Regions from separate parts of the Mus musculus genome. Here regions 1 and 2 are each linked to region 3. The links are chromatin contacts, called in public promoter capture Hi-C maps. All regions are on one chromosome and are shown on one strand. The core of a region is the stretch at or near the end of the contact, and the rest is flanking DNA. Distances in the headings are between cores, read along the strand shown. Region 1 holds the start of Mrpl46 (mitochondrial ribosomal protein L46). Region 2 holds the start of Det1 (de-etiolated homolog 1 (Arabidopsis)). Region 3 holds the start of Fanci (Fanconi anemia, complementation group I).

The links. Promoter capture Hi-C pulls out the DNA fragments that hold promoters and counts their contacts.
Region 1: a contact with region 3 is called in a promoter capture Hi-C map of pre-B cells. The contact joins the promoter of Mrpl46 here to the promoter of Fanci in region 3. A contact is called at or near these places in 13 of 39 promoter capture datasets (3T3-L1-derived adipocytes, the C10 cell line, cranial neural crest and 8 more), 9 of 484 Hi-C or Micro-C datasets (CD4 T cells, CD8 T cells, embryonic stem cells and 6 more), 2 of 115 datasets of contacts at active chromatin or transcription factors (large pre-B cells and pancreatic cancer cells) and 3 of 9 other capture datasets (adipose tissue, liver and pancreatic islet).
Region 2: a contact with region 3 is called in a promoter capture Hi-C map of pre-B cells, with 4 times the contacts expected there. The contact joins the promoter of Det1 here to the promoter of Fanci in region 3. A contact is called at or near these places in 11 of 39 promoter capture datasets (the 3T3-L1 cell line, the C10 cell line, the HPC-7 cell line and 5 more), 1 of 484 Hi-C or Micro-C datasets (liver) and 1 of 9 other capture datasets (adipose tissue).

Annotation. Positions count from the first base shown.
Region 1 is chr7:78,781,717-78,784,557 of GRCm38.p6, forward strand. It overlaps Mrpl46 (mitochondrial ribosomal protein L46), which reads right to left and starts at 1,373. Exons shown (of 4, transcript NM_023331.2): 1 at 1,091-1,373. The coding sequence starts at 1,312. Mrps11 (mitochondrial ribosomal protein S11) reads left to right here and starts at 1,415. Exons shown (of 6, transcript NM_026498.2): 1 at 1,415-1,707; 2 at 1,857-1,964. The coding sequence starts at 1,643.
Region 2 is chr7:78,845,698-78,848,647 of GRCm38.p6, forward strand. Det1 (de-etiolated homolog 1 (Arabidopsis)) reads right to left here and starts at 1,514. Exons shown (of 5, transcript NM_029585.3): 1 at 1,410-1,514.
Region 3 is chr7:79,390,580-79,393,663 of GRCm38.p6, forward strand. It overlaps Fanci (Fanconi anemia, complementation group I), which reads left to right and starts at 1,759. Exons shown (of 38, transcript NM_145946.2): 1 at 1,759-1,812. It also overlaps a transcript of Rlbp1 not described here.

The DNA.
Region 1 (2,841 bases), core at 123-2,622, 610 kb before region 3:
CCACTGGATTGTAAGTAGGCAGTAGGAGAACTTCATTAAGACTGTCAAGGAGAACAGAGGGCACTGAAGACCCACTTCCCACACACTAGGTCTACTCGTCTCTGATCAGCATCTATTCAAGGACTTTCCTGCCATGAAGACTTTCCAACATCCTTCTTCCTAGTCTCTCTTTCTCCTCATGCCATTTCTTCCAGATTTCTATCCATCCTTCTTATTTCAACTCAAATACCTCTTTCTCAGAAAGATATTCCTGGATACTTCTCAGGAAAATAAAACCTATGTGGTCCTGTGTAAAACTCTTCTAGTACTCTATGTTTTCCTTAATAGCACTTACCAAAGTCTATAATTAGTCATAAGACTGGTTACTGATTGTATCCCTAATTCCAGTACCTGGAAACTCTCTGCGAAGCAGAGCGATGTGCCTGTCACATCCACAACTGCCTATCACTTTGCACACAGACGCACAGTATTGGCTACGAATACCTTTATGGTGAAAGAAAAAGGACTACCAAAAAAAAAAAAAAAAGTCAAGTGAGTGAATACATTGAGCAAAAAGCACTGACGGGAGTTTCCATTAGTATTCTCCAGACAAAAGCCTTTTGGAGTCTAGGGATACGGAAGACCTTCCATCACTATCTCCTGACCCAACAGCAACAACACTTGGGTTTTTTGTCTTTCACAGAAATTGCTCCCTGAGGTAAAGCAAACTTTACCGCATTATCTTAAGGATGTGCCCACAGTCACCACGACTTTCGTCCTAACATCACAAACACTTCTCTATAGTCTGAGAGCTCCTAAGTTAAAGGGAGTGATTCCTGTTTGCCCCCGGATCCCTACAGTATTGAATGAACAAGAAGGAAGCTATCCACACCGAATGATCAAGAGAAAACAAGCCAACTAAACTCTTTCAACACCTGCTATATCCTAACCCAACTCAGTACGGTAACTTCATCTTGCAGATGTCACTAAAGGTCGAGAAATGAAACGTTTGCTCAAGGTCACACGAAGTACCAGAGTCTCCATGGAAATCAAGACCTCCTTGATACTGTTGCTTCCCTCCGCCGCACCAGGAAGCCCGTGACTGCCTTACCTGCTGTAATAGACCCGCCATCTCTTCCTGCAATGGAGTGAGCGCCTTGGTGATCAGCGGTGGCCGCTGCAGACACAAGGCGCCCGACAAGCGCCATGGAGACCGGCTGCTTGAGGACGCAGCCTCAAGGGACAAGCCACGAGAACTACCTGCCCAGAACCTGTCAAGCTGCCGCCAGCCTCTAGCCAGCCCTAAAAGAGTACGCCCTACGGGCGCCGCCATCTTTCTGTCTTCCCACAAGGTACCGCGGCGCCCGGCAGAGCCCTCAGCCAACCCCAGGTTCCCATGAGGCAACGCGGGCCGGCGAGGGGCGGGTTTACCGAGTGGAATGAACCATTCCCTTTGGGGGAGGTAGGTGAAATTCTAGTGTTAGACCACTAGAAAGGGGAAAGTTCCTACATAAATGGTTTTATAGAGCTTTAAATTTGAAGAAAAAATACTTACAGGACTATTTAAGAGCAATCAGGTGATTTCCTGTCTGTGAGCACCCCCACAGAGGCTCATGGTGCTGGCTCGAGCTAAGCCAAGCGCCGCGGAGGGTCAATTTCAGTCATGCAGGTTTTAAGAAACTCCGGGTCGTGGCTCCTGCGGTCCTGGGCTGGACATGGAATGACCAGGTAAGGATTACTCTTTCGAACCCACTGTCACTCTCGAGCCTGCCCGCCTACCTTCCTTCCAGACCTATGTGCCACTTGAACCCCCCAAAATACCGTTAATCCAGTCCCTCATCGTACTCTCTCTCTCTCTCTCTTTTTTTGCCCCCCAGGTTTGTGGGCATTGCCCCAGCTAAGAATATCCACACCGGAGCCCCGAGATTAGAAGACTCAGCTGCCAGGCAGAACACTGAAAGGGAAGCGGCTCCAAGTCGCTTCAGGTGAGGGTAAGTGGATGCAGCGCTCTGGAAAGTTGCATCCTGTGACTTCTGCCCGACACCGTCCAAAATCATAGAAAAAGTTAATTCCTGGCTGTCATTTGCCATCTGTGGGAGCTTGTGCAAATCAGCACACTATACGTGGAGATAATGCTTAGAGGGGTTGTTGGGAAAATAGAGGGATGAGCAGGGGCATAAGGTAGCTGTTCAATTAGCAACTGTTAGCTAAGTGTCCAATGTATATAAATACCAGCTTTCTTTTCCTTGTGAGATAAGCTTTAGATCCGACTAGCAGCTTTCTCTGCCTCCAACATAAAATGTCTTGAAGAACCACACTAACTGCACATCTAGATTGTGCCTTTCTTAATTTCGTGCCTAGCCCTGGGACCTGGCATCCTGCAGCATCCCACTAGTAGAAATACTTAATATGCAGGCGGTATATATGTTCACTTACCTTCACATCTGTTTAACAGTTACAAAAGCTACTACTACCTGTTGAGTACCAGGATAAATACAGGAAATATAGGTTATGTCTCCCCAGAAGTAGTACACAACTTGCAAAAACAACACACAGGCAAATGTATTAACCATAATCTGATCAAAAGGATAATAGAGGTAAGAACTGGCTGGACATTTAAGAGAGTAAGGCACACTTGAGGAATTCAGGAAAGACTAAGTACCGTGGACTGTGGAAGTGACTAGGATCTCAGCTGGACAAGATCATTGTGATCGTGGCAGGCAAGGGTAACGTCTGTGGAAAGGCAGGCTGTCAGAACTGGCTTGTGATGCCTCTAGAAAGGCATTTCGGAACCTGTGGGTTGCAACCCCTTTGGGGTTCCTAAGGCCATCAGAAAACACACATACATACGTTACGATTCAT
Region 2 (2,950 bases), core at 264-2,763, 550 kb before region 3:
ATATCTGGTAAGGGGTTAATACTTAACATATTTAATGAACTCTTAGAACTCGACAAATAGCCACAAACCCAGATTCAAATACAAATGGCCAACAAAGAAGGTTTGCACATCAATAATAGAAAGAGAGAGAGAGAGAGAGAGATCTATCTCAAAAGCTTGGAGGTGGTAGTAGTGTTCTGGCAAAGGCTTTCATAAAGAGCAGCATAACAGATTCCCCAGGACCACAAAACAAACAAAACCCTTACAACACATAGTCAGGGTATTGTTTTGCAATCCTTTTGTTTCAAGCTTATCCTCATACAAGCTACATCCATTGGATAAAGATCTAAAAGGCTTGCAGAGCCGCCAGACCAGAGGGAGTCAGGTCTCTAAACTACCACCTCTGGTTGTTTTTTGGAAGGAACCCTTCCCTGAAAGCCACTCGCTCATTTGCATATTGCCTAGAGCCACTTTAGCCCTAGGAAAAGAGCAGAGTGACTGCAACAGACCACACACTGAACTCTACTATCTGGTCTTTTGTAGACACTAAATTCTTCACCTTTGAGAACTGTCTCCAATATCAGCCTCATCATCCTGTCTTTGAAGGCCTTCCTTCACTTAGTGAGACATAGATTCCAACACACTAGCCACTCAATTGCAACTCTCTGTATTTTACTAATGTGTATATTTATGGTGATCTCTCTGGGTCAAGTATACACTTATCTGTTGTATGCCCACCACAGTGCTTAACACGTAGCAAGCTTCCTTCTTAAACGGTGGGCATACCTCAAGCCATCTTCTTGGCTAACGTGGGTAACCACAGGGGAACTTTCATTTTCCGGAAGACATTCTCTCCGGTCCACGCCATAAATTCTCTCGTTGCAACGTTAGTAGTGTCAAGTTTTGGGGAAGTCTTTCTGACCACCCCACCTAAAGGACTCATCTTTTTCTTGTTTCTTTCTCTAGTCATCTGTCACATTTTTTTTTTTTAATTTACACGGTCGCTTGCATGGTTGTGTTTAATGTTTGAGTCTCCTCGTTGAACTGTACCCTCTCTAATGGAAGTAACCAGGTCTACTTCGGTCACCGCGGTATACTCTTCCAGCCCTGGGGCTGGCACATGGTAGACGCTTTGGTGCGGTGCGGTCTGAAACGAAAGCCTGGCTAAAGCGGGTCACTAATTGTGTGAACGCAAGGTTTATTCCTCGTTGGAGCAAGTGCACATGTCCCCACACTCTTGGCGACTGCTTCCAAAACAAGAAAAGGATGCCAAGAGGCAGACACACATGCCCATGGTCGCCCCCGGAAAGAAAAGCCCAGGGCGGGGCCTCCCCGGGCAAAGCCGGGGGCCGGAGCTCCTGAGACCCGGCGAGCATGCGGGGAGGAGCCCGCCGCGGAGCTCTCGCGGGCCGCAAAGGGCAAGTCCTCACCTGTCGAGTCCTGGCTCATGGGGCCAGGGCAAGGGTCGCCCTAGCCTGCTCCGCGCACACCTCCCCCGGCCCCGCCCCCACCATGCCTCGGGACCCCGGCGTCGGCAGCCACCAGCCCGGGTTTCCGCCCGCTACCGGAAGCGCTGCGCAGCGAGAAGGGAAGATCGGAAGATCGAGACGCCATGCAGCTAAGGAGCGGCGCAGCGCACCCTGGCGTCCGGAGGAGAGATCGAGACCATAGAGGCTGGATAAGCCCCGGACCAAGTGATCCAAGGCACGTTCATAACTACTATGAGTAGGAGTTAAGTTTTCACCTGCTTCTTGCATACTGGTGGAAGATGGATTATACATGCACCATGTCACTGCGTTTTCCATGCTCGTGGTTGCACGTGGGGATACAATAAAAGCTTCTGTACTAAATGAATCCAATACCATTGACTGGCCTTTTCACCTACACGTTACTTCATTTAATTTTCTTTTTTCTTACAAGCTATTTCTTCCCTGTGAGTCGGTGGCTTCTCTCCTTTGTGCTTGCGTGTGTGTGTGTGTGTGTGTGTGTGTGTGTGTGTGTGCGCGCGCGCGCGTTTGTATTTGGGTGTATGGTTTATTTTTGATGCTTTGGCAGGAAACCAAACCCAAAATATCTTCTCTTAAGGCTTCTGGGTAGCCACCGCCACTGTTCACCCACCACTGTCAAATATCTGTTTCTGTTGATGTGTATTGCTTTGTTGTGTCTCTCCTCCCTTTGGTAGATTATAAACTGAGAACAGGGATTTTTGTCTTATTTTCTGTTCCAGCCCCACCTCCCACCCCATAACAAGGTTTGACATCTTATAGAATCTCAGTAAATATTCCATCAGTAATCCATTGTGGTCTATCTCTTCTGGACCCCCATGCCATCTCCATTCTATATCCCCAGCTCTTCTGAGACATAGGATATAGAATTAGAGGCTAGGTTGAGCCTTGCTCTCTCTCCCAACCCTCTCCATACCCAAAGGACTCAGAGAATGAATATCTCTGCAGACCAACACATGAGAAAGGGATATGTGTTGACTTTGACCAGGGAGAGAGGAAAATTAAGGTCTAAAGGGGAAAGGTGACTTGGGGATATAGACTGACTATGAAGAGAATGATAGGTTTCTGGCCCAGTCCTACCATTTCCAGGCTCAGTATTCTTAGGTGCTGGCTTTAGAAACCTCATGCCTTTTTCTGGAAAATGACTATACCTGCCTCTTAAGGTTATCCCAAGTATTAAACCTGTTAGCCCTAAATACTTGAAGTCTTGATAAAATATTACTAAAGCTTTCCAGCCACAACTCTCTTCCTTTCCCATGATGAAACTGAGACCCAAAGGGGACATACATCTCTTGCACAAGTTCATACAAGAATAAGAGCCAGTAGGGGTGGGGCCACAGATTATAACCCCAGCATTTAGGAAGGGAGGCAGAGGAATCAGTAGCTCAAGGCCTGTCTTGGCTGCACAGCAAGTTGACCTTGGCTACATGACACCTTGCCCCAAAGCAAAGCAAAATAAACATGGG
Region 3 (3,084 bases), core at 509-3,008:
TCTCTCTTCACTTTCTGACTTTCTCTCTCTGACCCCCTTTTCTCTCTCTGACTCCTTTCTCCCTCTCCTGCCCCACTCCATGTTCCTGGCCAGCGTCTTCTCTTTGTCTCTTTGTTCCAGCTCCATATCTTTCTCTCATTCTATCTCTCCCCTCGCTCTTTCTCTGTCTCTACTCCCTTCTCAACCCCCCTTCAACAGAATAAACTCTATGCTATACTAGACCTATGGCTGGTACCTTGCAGGGAAGGATGCCTTAGCGTGGGCCCACTGAGGTACCCTAACCCACTGCACCGTACCTCGCTCTTTAAAACATATTGTTGACTTTACAAAACACATCAAGGCCAATCACAGTTATGTCGCAAGTTAAAACCCAGCCTGGGCTAAGTGGGATCCTGACTAAGAAAACATAAGCAAAAAGTTAATGTTGCCGGGCGTGGTGGCGCACGCCTTTAATCCCAGCACTCGGGAGGCAGAGGCAGGCGGATTTCTGAGTTCGAGGCCAGCCTGGTCTACAAAGTGAGTTCCAGGACAACCAGAGCTATACAGAGAAACCCTGTCTCAAAAAACCAAAAAAAAAAAAAAACAACAACAACAAAAAAAAGTTAATGTTAATAAAAAAACAGGTAGCCAGGCAATGGTGGCACATGCCTTTAAACCCACCATTGGGAGGCAGTGGCAGGTGGATTTCTGAGTTCGAGGCCAGTCTGATCTACAAATTGAATTCCAGGACAGCTAGGGATATACAGAGAAACCCTGTCTCAAAACAAAACAAAAACCAAAAATTAATAAATAAAATAAATTAAAAACAGGTACTATGTTATTCATGTATCGGGGTAGACATTCATACAAACAATTTAATAAGTGTTATTAGATGCACACATGGAATGCTTATTTAATCTGTATAGATTGTTAACAGATTTACAGCTGAATGGTGCAGTCCTAGAAGGAGTTTGGAACTAGAAGGAGTTTGGAAGGAAGGTTTTGTGGGAAGATGGGATGAAGCCATCTGTTTCTTTAGTGAAGTAAAGGATTCCCCTCAGGGATCGCCCTCACCCTCAGCTGCTGGTTTTTAACAACTTCTCATATTTCAGTGTGGAGACCTAAATGTAGAAGAGTGATTCCCGAGAGGAATCCTTTGCTTCACTAAATAGTAATGCCTCTGCTTCTCCTCTACCATCCTAAGCACCTTCACATGCTTAGCTAGCCAGGAGCTTGTTGATTCTGGGCACTGTGCACAAGCTGCACCCTCAATCTAAAGTAGAATTTCGGTCCACTGCTTCATTGATCTTGACGGTGCACTCAGGTGGTTATTTACGAATGTATTGAACATTCACTGCTTCTGGGACGGACGGACACACACACTCACACTCACACTCACTCTCACTCACTCACTCACTCACTCACTCACTCACTCACTCACTCACTCACTCACTCACTCACTCACTCACTCATGCGGGCGCGCGCGAGGTGCTTCCGATGCAAAAGACCTGACCCTCCATCAATTGGTTCAATCTCTTCTGCACTGACTTCAACTACAGAGCTCTAAGAAAGCTTAACCCGGCCATACCATAACGCGCATGCTACTCTGAGGTTCCCCCCAAAGCGTGTGAGCCGGTTGCACCTCCCTCTCCCGCGAATTTGGGCCATCATCTCCGCAAAGATTCCCCCACTTTGTCATCTAAAATGGTACGCCCTACAGAGTTAGGAAGTCGGAAGTGCACCTCGGGGGCGGGACCTGTTGCTCTGGGCAACGGAAGTGCGGCTGCGTGGAGTAGAGCGGGAATTTTGGAAGGATCCCGAGCTGAGGTTGAGGTGACTGTTCAGGGTCTGTGCTTACAAGGAGGGAGGAAGTGGGACGGTGAGGACAGGCAGGGTCCCCTTGCGACGTGGCGTCCCGCCGTGCCTGGTTTCTGCGCAGGGGTCGGGGACATCAGCTTTGGCGGGTTTTTGCGAGGCTCGCTCCGTTCTGCCCTCCCTATTGGCCCTGCCCTGCAGTGTCAGCGCCTGCTTCTGGAGGGTCCCGCAGCCGGGTTTCGCGCGTGGAGCCCAGTGCCAGTGGGAAGAGAGGCCATTGACTTCGCATAGGATAGGCAGGATACTCAAGACGTGCACTGTCGAGCAGAACGGAGCTCCAAAAGCTAACGACCCCACCAGATGTTTTATTTAATTTCTCCATTTACATAGCGTTTATTTTAATATACAAAGCAATCACCCAGCCACCACTATAAGCACTTAGTATATTTTCGGCACCGTATATAGAAGTTAAGGTAGTAAAATCTACATTAGCTGCCTTATTTTATAGTTTCTGTTTCCTTTTAGTTTTGTTTTTGAGTCAGTGTCTTATATTGGCTACAGAGTGTGCCTGGTCATGTTTCCACCTGAGTGCTGGGATTACAGGAGAGCATCAACATGCTAGGTGTATACAAGTCTAGGGTTATGACGTCATCCAGCCCAGGGCGGCAGGCCTGCTAGGCAGTTCTACCGGCAGAGTTACGCCCTCTGGCCCACATCAGATATTTCTTATGTCCTTAATATAAGCTTGTTACTGTGCTCAAGATAACGATAAACCAAACTGGAAATACTCATGGAACTGTAGACCAGTGGGGGACCTAGCCATTAATTTAAAATGTAATATTAGAACTTGCCGGGGGAGGGAGGGGGGCTGGTGAGATGTCCCAGCAGTTAAGAGCATTGACTGTTCTTCCAGAGGTCCTGAGTTCAATTCCCGACAACCACCTGGTGGCTCACAACCATCTATAGGAGGATCTGATGCCCTCTTCAGGCAGGGGGATGTATATGCAGCAGAGCACTCATACATCAAATAAAATTGTTTAAAAAGTTAGTGACATTGTGGAAGGAATTTCACTGGTGTTTGTAGAGGAGGTAACACCGGAGCATCTGAGAGAGAGTGAGTTGAGCCGAGGTCTGAAGACTTTGTAGAAATTGAGAGCAAGGATGGGTATCTTTGTTTCAGATGAGAAATCGTTTATAAGGGTGTTGGGGATTTGAAGGACAGAAAACAATTTATTGTTCTTAGAAGAGTGATAAAATCAGAAACAGAATTAGCTCTGTGTACCTTTTCAC